Linked DNA regions of Sus scrofa: region 1 is linked to region 2. The links are chromatin contacts, called in public Hi-C maps. All regions are on one chromosome and are shown on one strand. The core of a region is the stretch at or near the end of the contact, and the rest is flanking DNA. Distances in the headings are between cores, read along the strand shown. Region 1 has its middle 97 kb from the start of ARHGAP28. Region 2 overlaps ARHGAP28 (rho GTPase-activating protein 28).

Region 1 (5,776 bases), core at 3,226-5,725, 260 kb after region 2:
TTTAAATGTCTTCATTATTACCCCCCCATCTATTCTTGAGAAACTGCATAAAACCCTAACTTTTCCATTCCAAAAAGGCATATGTCTTTCTGTTTCTTTCTATAGGAAAGGAGGTAAAATATTTTTTTCCCAGTCACATTAAATGCTTTGACTTGCAAATGGTTCCTACTGTTGCATTTACATACTCTATGAAACATTCACAGTATTTGTCTCTCAAGGGAAAACAGAAATTCAATTATCCTAAAATTTCCATCAGGGCATTACATAATAAGCTAATGATTTTCTTATTGCTTTTTACTTAGTAGTGGAAGAATGTGTCAGGAAAAGCAACTCAGTAAACATACAACAAGATAATTGTCACAAGTGTCATGCTTACTAAATATCATTTCTTATCCTTTAATGCAATCATCAAAATTGGAAGGAACTCTAACTTTGATGAGCTTAAAGGTGATATTTTGAACAACTTACTGAAACCAACAGATAGCAAAAATCTGTAACTTGGAGTTCTCATTGTGGCTCAGTGGGTTAAGAATTTGACTAGAATCCATGAGGATGCAAGCTCAATCTCTGGCCTTGCTCAGTGGGTTAAGGATCCCGTGTTGCAGTGAGCTGTGGTGTAGGTTGCAGATGCGGCTCAGATCCCACTTTGCTGTGGCTGTGGTGTAGGCTGGCAGCTGCAGCTCTGATTCGACCCCTAGCCTGGGAACTTTCATGTGCTGCAGGTGCGGCTTTAAAAAGAAAAATAAACAAAAAACCAATCTGAAGTTCAGGTTGTCTGGATAGCTTTGTTGTGCTGTAGTAGGGATTTACTAGATCTCCAAGGCTTTGACAAGGTGTTAGGTAGTGAAATATGCTTCCTAGAGGATTTAATTATTCCTTTTCTATGACGTCTGGTATCTGAAAATGTTGCTACAAATAATCTCTCAGCTTCATAAAGACATATACATATGTCAGAAAATATCTAAAGCAATTCATTTCTTACTGTATCATGGCCTGTGGTCATTTTTTTTTTTCAGGCAGAAAAAAGAAGAGAACAAGCAAAAGGTAGAAACGGCAAGAATAAGGAAAGAAAAAGCCTCAGAACTTGTAAAATTAAAGAATCAAACTTTAGAAATAGCTAATGCAGGGAGTAGGGTGTGTTATTTTGGAAAGTATGCTAGTACTTAGTTATCCTCTGGTTTAGTAACCTTCAAACTATTGCTTTATTAGCTTTAAAAAACATCATTTGGGAGTTCCCGTCATGGCGCAGTGGTTAATGAATCCGACTAGGAACAATGAGGTGGCGGGTTCGATCCCTGGCCTCGTTCAGTGGGTTAAGGATCTGGTGTTGCTGAGACCTGTGGTGTAGGTCGCAGATGCGGCTTGGATCCCAAGTTTCTGTGGCTGTGGCCTAGGCTGGTGGCTCCAGCTCTGATTAGACCCCTAGCCTGGGAACCTCCATATGCCGCGGGAGAGGCTCTAGAAAAGGCAAAAATAAATAAATAAATAAATAAATAAATAAATAAATAAATAAATAAAATCATTTGCCAAGAAGGTCAGTGGATTGGAGCAACGTCAGTTTCCTGGTTGTGATATTGTACTACGTTATCCAATATTTAGTTCCTTGGGGGAAACTGAGGAAAGAGTGCCTGATATTGTTCTGTATTATTTCTTTCAAATATATCTTATGTACTAATATGTATGTATGTATGTATGTGTATATATATGTATATACACATACATAATTAATTTATCCCAATATTAAATATATCAAATATATCTTATGTACTAATATGTATGTATGTATGTATGTATGTGTATATATATGTATATATACACATACATAATTCATTTATCCCAATATTAAAAGTTTATAAAGTATCTTCTGAAAAAGGTGGTGAGTTTGATAGATAGATCTAGAGAGACTTTGCATTTTTCAATCTCTTCATTCTCTGCAGTAACCGACATGGTTAGTTAGTTAAATGTGCAACCACTGTCTTTTCATCTCAAACCCACATTTTACTCTGAAAATTATTCTTCGAACTCTCTCTCACCCCTAAAAGCATATTCTATTTTTGTACTGGCACAGGCCTTTTTGTATAGCCATTAAAGTCAATGGATTTATCTAATTTCGCCATTTTTTCCATCCAAAGTTACAGCATTTTCAGTGCTACCTAGATGTTGCCTGTGAAGGTAAAATGCATCTTCTACATAATTTACACAAAAAAGAGGTAAAAATTTACCTTTGCATTTCTCATGAGGATTTTGTTCATTGGTTTAATCTGCCAGAAATATTTTAAGCTCTGAACTTACAAACTGAAGCTTGTTACCTCTTTCTTTCATTTTTCAGGTGCTATAATATACAAATAGTTTATTTATTTTGGGGGGGCCGTACCTGCAGCATATGTAGGTTCCCAGGCTAGGGGTCGAATTGGAGCTGTAGCCAATGGCCTAGGCCACAGCAATGCCAGATGGGAGCCGCATCTGTGAACTACACCACAGCTCATGGCAACGCAGATCCTTAACCCACTGAGCTAAGCCAGGAATCAAACCCACGTCCTCATGGATACCAGTCTGATTCATTTTCACTGAGTCATGATGGAAACTCCCACAAATAGTTTATAAAATATTTTTTTTGTTCTTTTTTTGGGAAATTCTGGAGTTCCCGACCAGGGATCGGATCCGTGCCTTAGTTGTAGCCTATGATGGAGCCTTTATTTTTGTGCCGGGCCAGAGATCTAACTTGCATCCCAGCGCCACTGATCCCATTGCACCACAGCAGAAACTCCGAAGTAAATACTTTTAAAAAGACCACTTTGTCTTTTAAATGCTTTTAATTAAATTATCTTCAAAATGCAAGTGTTGCATCCCTTTTTAGTTTTGAGGTAATATATGGCTTTTTTCTACTGATGCTTTTCTAAATGTTTAAAATCAATGAAAGTTTTAACTGTGAGATATCAACTCACATGCAATTTAAGAAATAAGAGGGGTCCACCGTCTTTCTTTCTATTTTCCCCAATGGTAACTTTTCACAAAACGAAGGCACAAAAGCACAACCAGGAGATCCCAATCAAATCGATCCATGGATCGCGTTCAGATTTTCTCCATTTTTCCTGTGTTCATTTGTGTGTGTGTGTGTGTCTTTAGTTCCAGGCGCAAGTCACATAGTTTTCCTTTCATTAAGTTTTCAACCAGAAGGACATGGGACTTCATTTGTGTATCTGCTTCTGGAAATAGGAGATAGAGGTTTTAGCCACAGAAAACAGAATCCGCCCTGGTGTGCGCTGTTCCCCTGTGATAGCATGAAAATATTCCACAAAGGACAATTGGCAACCTCAGAAAACACACAGCAGTTCTGGGGCTTTTTCCATCTTAGTCTTTTATTTCAGAATTCTGGATGCTAAAACGGCAGCCCTCTCTCATCTTCTCTCCCACCCACCCCACCCCCAAGCCTGCTGTCTATTTTTTTTTTTTCCCTCTTTGTTTTTAATAGATAAACTGAAAACAGACTTTGGGGAAAAAATCACACGTAAGCAAATCTACTCTTCAGAGAGTTATAAGCAAATGATTCACTTAAAATGGTTTAATGGCAAATATAAAAATTTTTTTGGATGCACGCTGTTATATTTGGAATGTGTGGGCAATGGGGCCCTACTGTATAGCACAGGGAACTGTGTGTGATTGGGTCACTTTGCTGTACAACAGAACTTGAAGAAACATTGGAAATCAACTATATCTTAATAAAAGAAAAAGTAATGTTCAATGGCAAAGGACTAAACAGATCTCATCTTTCCAATGAACAAATCTGAACAGTTTTTTAAAACATAGTAGGTGGTTGATAGGTCAATGTAAAATGAAAAACACAAAATTATGAAAGGTCCAGAGAATGAAAAGGAAGAACTTCTTCCTTGTAAATGGTTGTGATGATTTCTTACACTTCTGAGAGTGCCTCACCTTCAAGTAACACCTGGGCACATGGCACACACAAATGCATGTGTACTCACATGTGTACATATCACTCCCGCACAAAAAGGCCAAAGGCAAAACCAAACAAATATCCTGGCTACAGTGGTGATTTTCCCAAGTTGCAGATACTGGAGCTCCCATAATAAATGAGGGGAAAACAGATTTTTGTTGGCAAAGCATGGAGGATGGTGATTATTTTCTCAGGAAAAAAGGGTTAGATGTCATATCCCCCTCCCCCCGTTTTAACACAAATGAAAGAGCATTTAGAAAAACACGACGCTTAAATCTTGTTAGGATAGGTAATCTCATGTTAGCTTAACAGTAAAACCCCGAATCTGTTTAGCCCAGAACTTTTTCCACCAGGACATGTCATTGTCACTTGATAGGATTTTCCCATCAACCTCTCTTCTCTCCACGCTTCCTGAAGCAGATATGCTCGGGAGGAAAAAAACTAGGCAGCACTACTACAGAAAGCCGGGATCTAGAATGAACTAATCACACAGGCCAGCCCACTGGAACCTTGCATTCACCGTAGAACAATCTGAGAGTTGATGTGGTGTGGTCAGCGAATCTGAATCACAGAAAACAGAGCCATGGGCTGTCAAAGGCCCGCAAAATAATGGGGTTTCCCAAGCGATTGCTGGCGCACATCTTCCCCGGCTGCCGGGTCCTGATCCCTCTCTCTGTGAGCCTTTGGTGTTTTGTGCTTGAGCTTTCAGTTGAAAGTTGAATGAGCGAAGTCCTCGGATTTCATGAATTCCAGGTACCTGTGAAGTGGGACTAGGTATTTTTTTTTCCCCGCCGTGCAAGACTTTTCTGACTAGGAAAGGTGTTCTGAACTTTCTCTGTTCAGACCCAGGTATTCTGAAGCTTACTGAGAGGTTCACAGGCTGGAAGCAGAAGAGTTCAGCGTGTTCTCTGCACTCAGCATCGGACACCCTGCTGGCAGCCGGGTCATGGAGGCCACGCACACGCTCTGGCGGCGGCTGATGACAGGGAAGGATCGCTTCAGCCTGGAAACCTCAGAAAAACTTGAATTTGTCAGCAGGAAGTCATTCTGCATGAATGATGAAAGAGAGGAACCTGGAAAAAGCAGCCGTTCCTCTTAATTCAGAAACACATCACAGAGACAGCCATTTGTGAGCCAGTCAACTCTTTCTTTTTTTTTTTCCCCTCGTTTAAGCAGACACAGAGGCTTTCCTGGTGATGGCAAAACCCAGCATTATCTGACTGTCGATCCAGGCAACACGTGGGAGCCTGTGGTCAGGGCTTTCCTCCTGGTCTCAGTGGAAATGGCTGGCAGATCAGATGGACCTGTTTCTGATTAGCCCAGTTCAGCCAGAGCCAGAGAGCAGCCTGGCTCTTGCTCAATCTGGCACCTCAGTTCTTTAGAAACATAGACGTGGGGCAGCCTCCTGGGAGCGGGGAGGTGCCAGTTCCTGTGCACACAGCACCTCCTGGTGAGGATTTAGCCTCTGGCCTGAAAGGCAAGGATTCCTGGCCCCTGTCTGGGTTACAAAATTCCCCGTGTCTTTTACATTTGCTTACAGGGATACTTCAACCCAACTGATCTGATAAAGAAATCAAAGTCAGAGACGCCTAGTTCCCTACTCACTGCAGCTGACAATTAATTGTCAGGCTTTTAGCCCATGGAAGCCTTCCCCAGTGTCCAGACTCAAAGGCTGGCTTTAGGCTTATCTCTGTCCTGCAGGCTGGACAGGCTCTCCTGATGCCAGGCCAGGAGCGAATTCCCAGAGATGGGGAATGTTTAATGTCAGCATGGGGGCAGCAGGGCAGTGCTCAGAGGCCGTGATGCTGCTCAGCCCCTGGT
Region 2 (6,194 bases), core at 3,628-6,127:
CTTAAGCCACTGAGCAAGGCCAGGGATCAAACCCGCAACCTCACAGTTACTAGTTGGATTTGTTTCCGCTGTGCCTAGCAGGAACTCCCAGGATTAGCTATCCTTTTAACATTCAATCACAGAAGAAATCTCCTCTACTGGTCAGATATACTGACTACTGGGTTGCCCGTAAATCCAGTTCACAGGGGCTAAAGTATTGACTTTCAGTATCTGTAAGAAATATTTTACCCTTAAGTACTTAACAGAATATTAAATAACCTTCTTGTTAGAATTAATTCAAAAACTTCAACCAAAAAGCACGTTAATTCAATATGGTGGAACGACCACAGTACTCTCATGAACAGATTTTCCATAATGTTCTCAGTCTGTGAAAATGCAACAATTGGGGGTCTACATTACAAGATATTTTGTGCATCCCTGAGAAACAGGAGCCTGAGTGGTCATGATATCTGAGCATTTGTTTAGTTTTAGTTATTACCCCTCGTTCTATGGTCTTCCTCCTCAGCAGCTTTTTGACACTTGGGAGCTGTTTCTTCAACAGCATGCTCGCTTCATTCATCCTTCTGACTTGAGTGATTAAGAAAGATGGAACCTGGAGGAGAAAGAGAGCTTGACTAGAAGGCAAACACTTGCGTTACACGTCCGGGGTGGAGTCTGTCTTCAGTCGTGGTAACTCCTGGCCACTCAGTACCCTGGAACCAGGGACCAGGAACTGTGGTTCTGACCTTGTAAAGATTAGAAAACTCTATCAGGACTCCAATGTAAAGCCCTGAAGAACGTATAAAGATGCCACAGACAGGGCGCGGTCTGCTCACGAGCCTTCACGCTCCCTGGGTGCTAGTGGACACAGGAGAAGCAGGTACCACACTGTTACTCACCTTCCACAAGATTTCCTGGTACTTAAGCATCAGGCGGATGATGTGGGCTGCAGTGTTTGCTAAGAGTAACTCCTCACAGTCGGAGTGTTTGCTTCTACTGAAGAAAAGATTTGGTGCCATTATAGTAGATATGTTCCATATACTCATCCGGTTTTTGGATTCGTTGGCAATGACTTTATTGAAGAATGTCATGAGGGCCTAATAAGAAACAGCATTGTGTGGCACCAGTGATTGTATATCATGAAAAAGTATCACTGATCACTATCATTTGTTTCTATCATTCTACAGTACCTCTGGAAAGTTGTCAGAGCTACAGAATGGTTAAATCTGTCATGTTTCCCCTTTAATTGCTTAAAAGTGCTAGTGAGGAATGTGAAGGGTTTATTTAATTTTCTGATTCATTAATACAGCTCCATTTTATGTAATTTATTATATTATGATATCCATAAATAATAGTTTGTATTTTGTGTGTGTGTGTGTCTTTTTGCCTTTTTTTCTTGAGCTGCTCCCGCAGCATATGGAGGTTCCCAGGCTAGGGGTCGAATTGGAGCTGTAGCCACCGACCTGCGCCAGAGCCTCGGCAACACAGGATCCAAGCCGCATCTGCGACCTACACCACAGCTCACGGCAACGCCAGATCCTAACCCACTGAACAAGGCCAGGGATGGAACCCGGAACTTCATAGTTCCTAGTCGGATTCGTTAACCACTGTGCCACGACGGGAACATTTTAATATTTTCTTTACCTTACATTTTAATATTTTAATATTTTCTTTTACCTTAAGCAAATTTGACACATATTAAAATTAAATAGTAAACAAGGAAGAGAAGACACTATTGCTCAAATAAACTTCAAATGCAGTTTTGTTGTGAAGGAAGAAAAGTAATTCTAAAAATCACTCTTAATTTCAGATATTACTGTTAAAATCTACTTTTTGTTTCCTTGGGAAAGGAAAACCCATTTTAAAAAACATGAGTTTTAAAATAAGTAAGTTATAAGACAAATAAGTCATGGGGATATAATACACAGCATGAGGACTATAGGCAATGTTATTCTACTGCATATTTGAAAGTTGCTAAGGAAGTAAATCTTAAAAATTCTCATCAAAGAAAAACTTTTGTAATGGTGATGAAAGGAAATCAGACTTATTATGGAGATCATTTTGCAATGTATACAACTATCAAAACACTATGTTGTATACTTGAAACTAATTTGTTATGTGTCAATGATATCTCAAGAAAAAGTTTTAAAGTAAAATGGATAGAAAGAAATGAAAGAAAAGCCACAAAAATATGAGTATCTCATGCCTCAGTCCAAAAGTAATCTCAATTGAAAAGTTGAAAACTTTTACTTTCTGGGTGTTATTTTGCTACTGCACTTCAATTCTGGAATCTTCAGCAGACCAAAGGGAAATGATTACATGCAGCTGTGCTCAGCATTAAAAAAAAACTGGGAAAGCTTAATAAAATTTGGCTGGGCCTTTAAAGTATAAAGGCTTGTCAGAACTTCCTGAAATTCACCAAGAGGACTGAAATCCTAAAAAGCAATGCTCTTTGGTTTCCCAAGTTTGAATTCTGCTACAGTATCTGTAATGAGAAAATAGCACATACTAGTAGCAACACCTCACATTTATTTCAAGGTTTATTGTGAGCTAGGTATTATTCTTACTACTTTACATAAATACATGCACTCATTTTAACATCCTTCCAAACCCTATGAGGTAGGTACTATTACTGATATTGTTTTATAGATGAGGAAACCAAAGTGGAGAGGGACTGAGTAACTTTGACTAGCACCAGTTATGTCAGAGCCAGGACCGGATCCAAGAAAGCCTGACTCTTGGGCCAGAAATCTTGATCTTTACAGAACACTAGGTTTGATTTTTCATTCCAGTCACAATTAAGGATGGGACAGAGTGAGAGAGACAGAAGATCTTCTATTAGCAAGGTACCAAATTTTTTGATAATGCTACATCCTCAGTTATGTGAAAGGGGAGATGACATCTTGACCCCTGACACACTGAATTCTTTTTTTTTTTTTTTAAGTGGATTAAAAGACATTGTTTGGACAAAGCCAAAGAAACAAAGCTAATAAATTTCTAGCTTTTTGAAAGTTACCAAATAGTATTAGAAACAGACATTCTCATCCCTTAGCCAATCTCCATCCTTGGACAGAGAATATAATGACTGACACAGATGGTTTCTGTGTATGGGAGGAGAGGTCCTCACCAAACTGAAATGTCTCACAAGGGGGTGACTTTAAGAAGCATCTTTGTTTTTGGCAGGTTTATGGGTCTCAAAATTATGGATTCTTTCCAACTCATTCTCACCTTGATTTCATTTGGAAGTTTCCAAGCATCCACTGCCCTTAGAACAGATTTTCTATTGTATACAGAATCATTATCAAAACTGCAAATGGAAACTTTGATTTTTATAAACATAAAGCAAAGAAATGAATGTGAAATAAAAGGAAGGAGTGAGGAATGGAGTACTATGGGCTCTAATTCCATCAAATGTCCTATCATATATTCATGGAGAAATCGCTTTTCTGAGCTTAATTTTCTTCATCTGGAACATAAGAAGATCCCATGAGGAGATCTCAAATTCTGAGAAGCCATAATTCTTTAAACTAAATTATCTTCATAAAGGGTAAGACATGAGCAGTCTAGAAATTTCATTTAAATCAGGGGTTTCACATTTCCTTCCCAAGGACACTTGTGAGATCTTTTGCCACTGGACTGAAGGGGGCAGCTGAGGACCAACAACCTTATATTCTATAATTTCCACAGCGGTCTCATTTACTCCTGACGTTATTCTGCTTAGGTCCTCCGTCTTTGCTTTTTTTCCTCCTACTCTTAACCTGAGCCCCGTGCCTGGCATGTGGTAGATGATCAAAATCTCTAATAGATGGAGCGAATGAAACAGAAAAGTTTAAAGAAGATTCAGGTTGTATCTTCTTTCCTGGCATCCTAGGAGAACAGCAGTGGGAACACGGAAAGGCAACAGGTTGGCTGCATGCTCAGCAGGTTGATAAGCTGTCATCTCAGTTGTCATTGTGCCATTGGAGCCCCTTCCTCTGACCCATAAGCGTTGATGACAGACTCTCAGGTCCAGACCACTTACCTGGGCTGTGTCTCTGTTGGCATCAGGCAGCGCCATGACCATGAGGTGTAAGGCTTGAAACTGTACTTTGATGTGCGGCCCTCCTAACAAGAAAACAGAAATAACCACACATTTTGAACAATGCTGATGCATCCAGGCAGCCCTTCTTGCTGGCATCTGGTGGCACAGGAGGGCCCTGACAGCTTCCAGTGGGAGAGACTCAAGTTTTATGTCCAACATCATAAATCCATTCACTTGGACAAGGGCTTCAGTCTGTCAACTCCTCCTGAGCTCCTCAGGATGCCAATGTAGAGGCAGGTGGCCAAGGAGGTCCTCAAAATAGCTCTGGATCTACATAACACTTCTCCTTGCAAAGTACTTGTTTTACTTTTATGCTACAAACAGCGAGCATGAAGTTCAATTCAGGAGAAAATAAATCTTGCTTCCATAGAAAGAAGCAGCAGCATAATTATTACGAACACAGATTCTAGAACCAGATTCAAATCCTGCGTCTATTACTTCATCACTGAGTGACCTGGGCAGGCTATTTAACCATTCATTGCTTCTATGTTATGATCTGTAAAATGGGAATAGTCACCAGACCCACCTCACTGGACTGTTAGGAAGACTGAGTTAATGTCTAGAGTGTTTCCACAAGTGCCTGTACACAGTCCCCTCTCTATGTGTATGCTCTTGTTATTATGATCAATGATGCTTATTTTGGATCTAAAATGAACATCAAGGGAAAGTGACCGTAGTTAGAGCTAAGGAGATTCTTGAGTAGTTTATTCCCTGGCAGTGACAGAAGATGGCGCCAGAGGGTTGGCCTTCTGCTACTGTGTGTTCTCAATACTGGCTCTTCCTCTTTTAGGGAGAGGATCTTAGGAATTCCATCCACAACTGGATAATCCACAACCAGCTGTGCTGAAAATGTAGGGTATATTTGAGCATGGGGCTTTGCCTGGTCTCTGTGTTCTCTTCAAAATGGTCTCAGGGTGGGGAGTTTCTGGAGGGAGGGGTTATGTTCCGCAATCTCTGGGGAGGTCTCAAGTTGACGGAAAACCTGTCAATTTACAGTCAATGGATCAAGGCAGCCAGCTGCCTATAGAGCTCCTTAGTTACAGTAGTGGAAACACTCCTGTGACAAGTGACTAGGTCACAGGAGGTCACGTGCACTCAAGTGAGGCGTAAAGGACTGGCGTATGTCACCACGTAATGAAGGAACATCTGGGAGGAGTATTTATAGGCTCACATTGTATACTTTCAGCACAATCCCCAAGTGGATTTCTAAACATTTATGTCAAATTTGTAAACAAAAATGACACAGGTCCAGGATGTTTTTGAAAATGGCTAATGCATGCTGACGTGAGTTTGCCTGATTAACAGGCGCTATCAGAAGCATAGCTCAGTACAAAGCATGTGGGGAGACATGAGACATTATTTTAATGCATAAATCGCAGACTAAGGGCTGTCTATAATTTTTCAATGGTGCCCCCAAAAAGCCTCTGGGGGGAACAATAGATGCAGAGGCAGGCTCTGTACTTGCATTAATTTCAGATCAACTGTGAAATTTCCCTTAAGACAAAAAATCTAAACTGGCAAATAATCCATTTTCATTTTATTTAGGAAACCTAGCTTTACACTGTTTTGTGGTTAATAGTTTTGCAGTTAATTCATTTACTGCATCCTAGTTAAGAGTCTTTTTTATTCCCCCTGCGGTCATTATTTTCCCAGAAAGTTATTAAACTTCTCATGAAAGTACCTCAGGTTTGATTGATGAACTCTTAGTCTTTTAATTTTATGAGCACTTTTTGGACCATGTTTGAAAAGAGAAAGTAATTATACCACTGGAAAAGACTCTACATTCCTGAACTCTGTTTCAGAGTAAAAATAGGGGCAGCTTAAACACACACATGTGCATGGTTCTTCCTTTCAGAAAATCTTGTTCCAAGGAGAGCTCACTCCAGGTGGCAAAAAAAGGCCATCTTCCCCGCTGGTAGGAGCCCAGAACTTTGGGCTTCCTGTGGGGTTGGCTGGGATGAAATCAATCGCTGCAATATAGTATTTTTTCACTTTCAAAGTCATAAAAGAAATGTGGGGAGTCCCCGTCGTGGCACAGTGGTTAACAAATCCGACTAGGAACCATGAAGTGGTGGGTTCGATCCCTTGCCTCACTCAGTGGGTTAAGGATCCAGTGTTGCTGTGAGCTGTGGTG

The links. A called contact is a pair of places that touch in the nucleus more often than the background predicts.
Region 1: a contact with region 2 is called in a Hi-C map of embryonic fibroblasts, with 3 times the contacts expected there. The contact joins two enhancer-like sites. A contact is called at or near these places in 23 of 47 Hi-C or Micro-C datasets (adipocytes, alveolar macrophages, brain and 13 more) and 1 of 2 datasets of contacts at active chromatin or transcription factors (skeletal muscle).

What each region holds. Positions count from the first base shown.
Region 1 is chr6:100,775,541-100,781,316 of Sscrofa11.1, forward strand. No RefSeq gene overlaps it. Among named protein-coding and RNA genes, the nearest start is that of ARHGAP28, 97 kb to the left of the region's middle. Within about 2 kb of position 4,476, at least 11 of the 83 cell types and tissues checked have an H3K27ac peak or open chromatin away from gene starts, as enhancers often do. A contact at or near this core is called in embryonic fibroblasts, where this site is marked.
Region 2 is chr6:100,511,359-100,517,552 of Sscrofa11.1, forward strand. ARHGAP28 (rho GTPase-activating protein 28) reads right to left here. Exons shown (of 20, transcript XM_021096082.1): 14 at 4,001-4,083; 15 at 879-1,076; 16 at 479-592. Among named protein-coding and RNA genes, the nearest start is that of ARHGAP28, 170 kb to the right of the region's middle. Within about 2 kb of position 4,878, at least 5 of the 83 cell types and tissues checked have an H3K27ac peak or open chromatin away from gene starts, as enhancers often do. A contact at or near this core is called in embryonic fibroblasts, where this site is marked.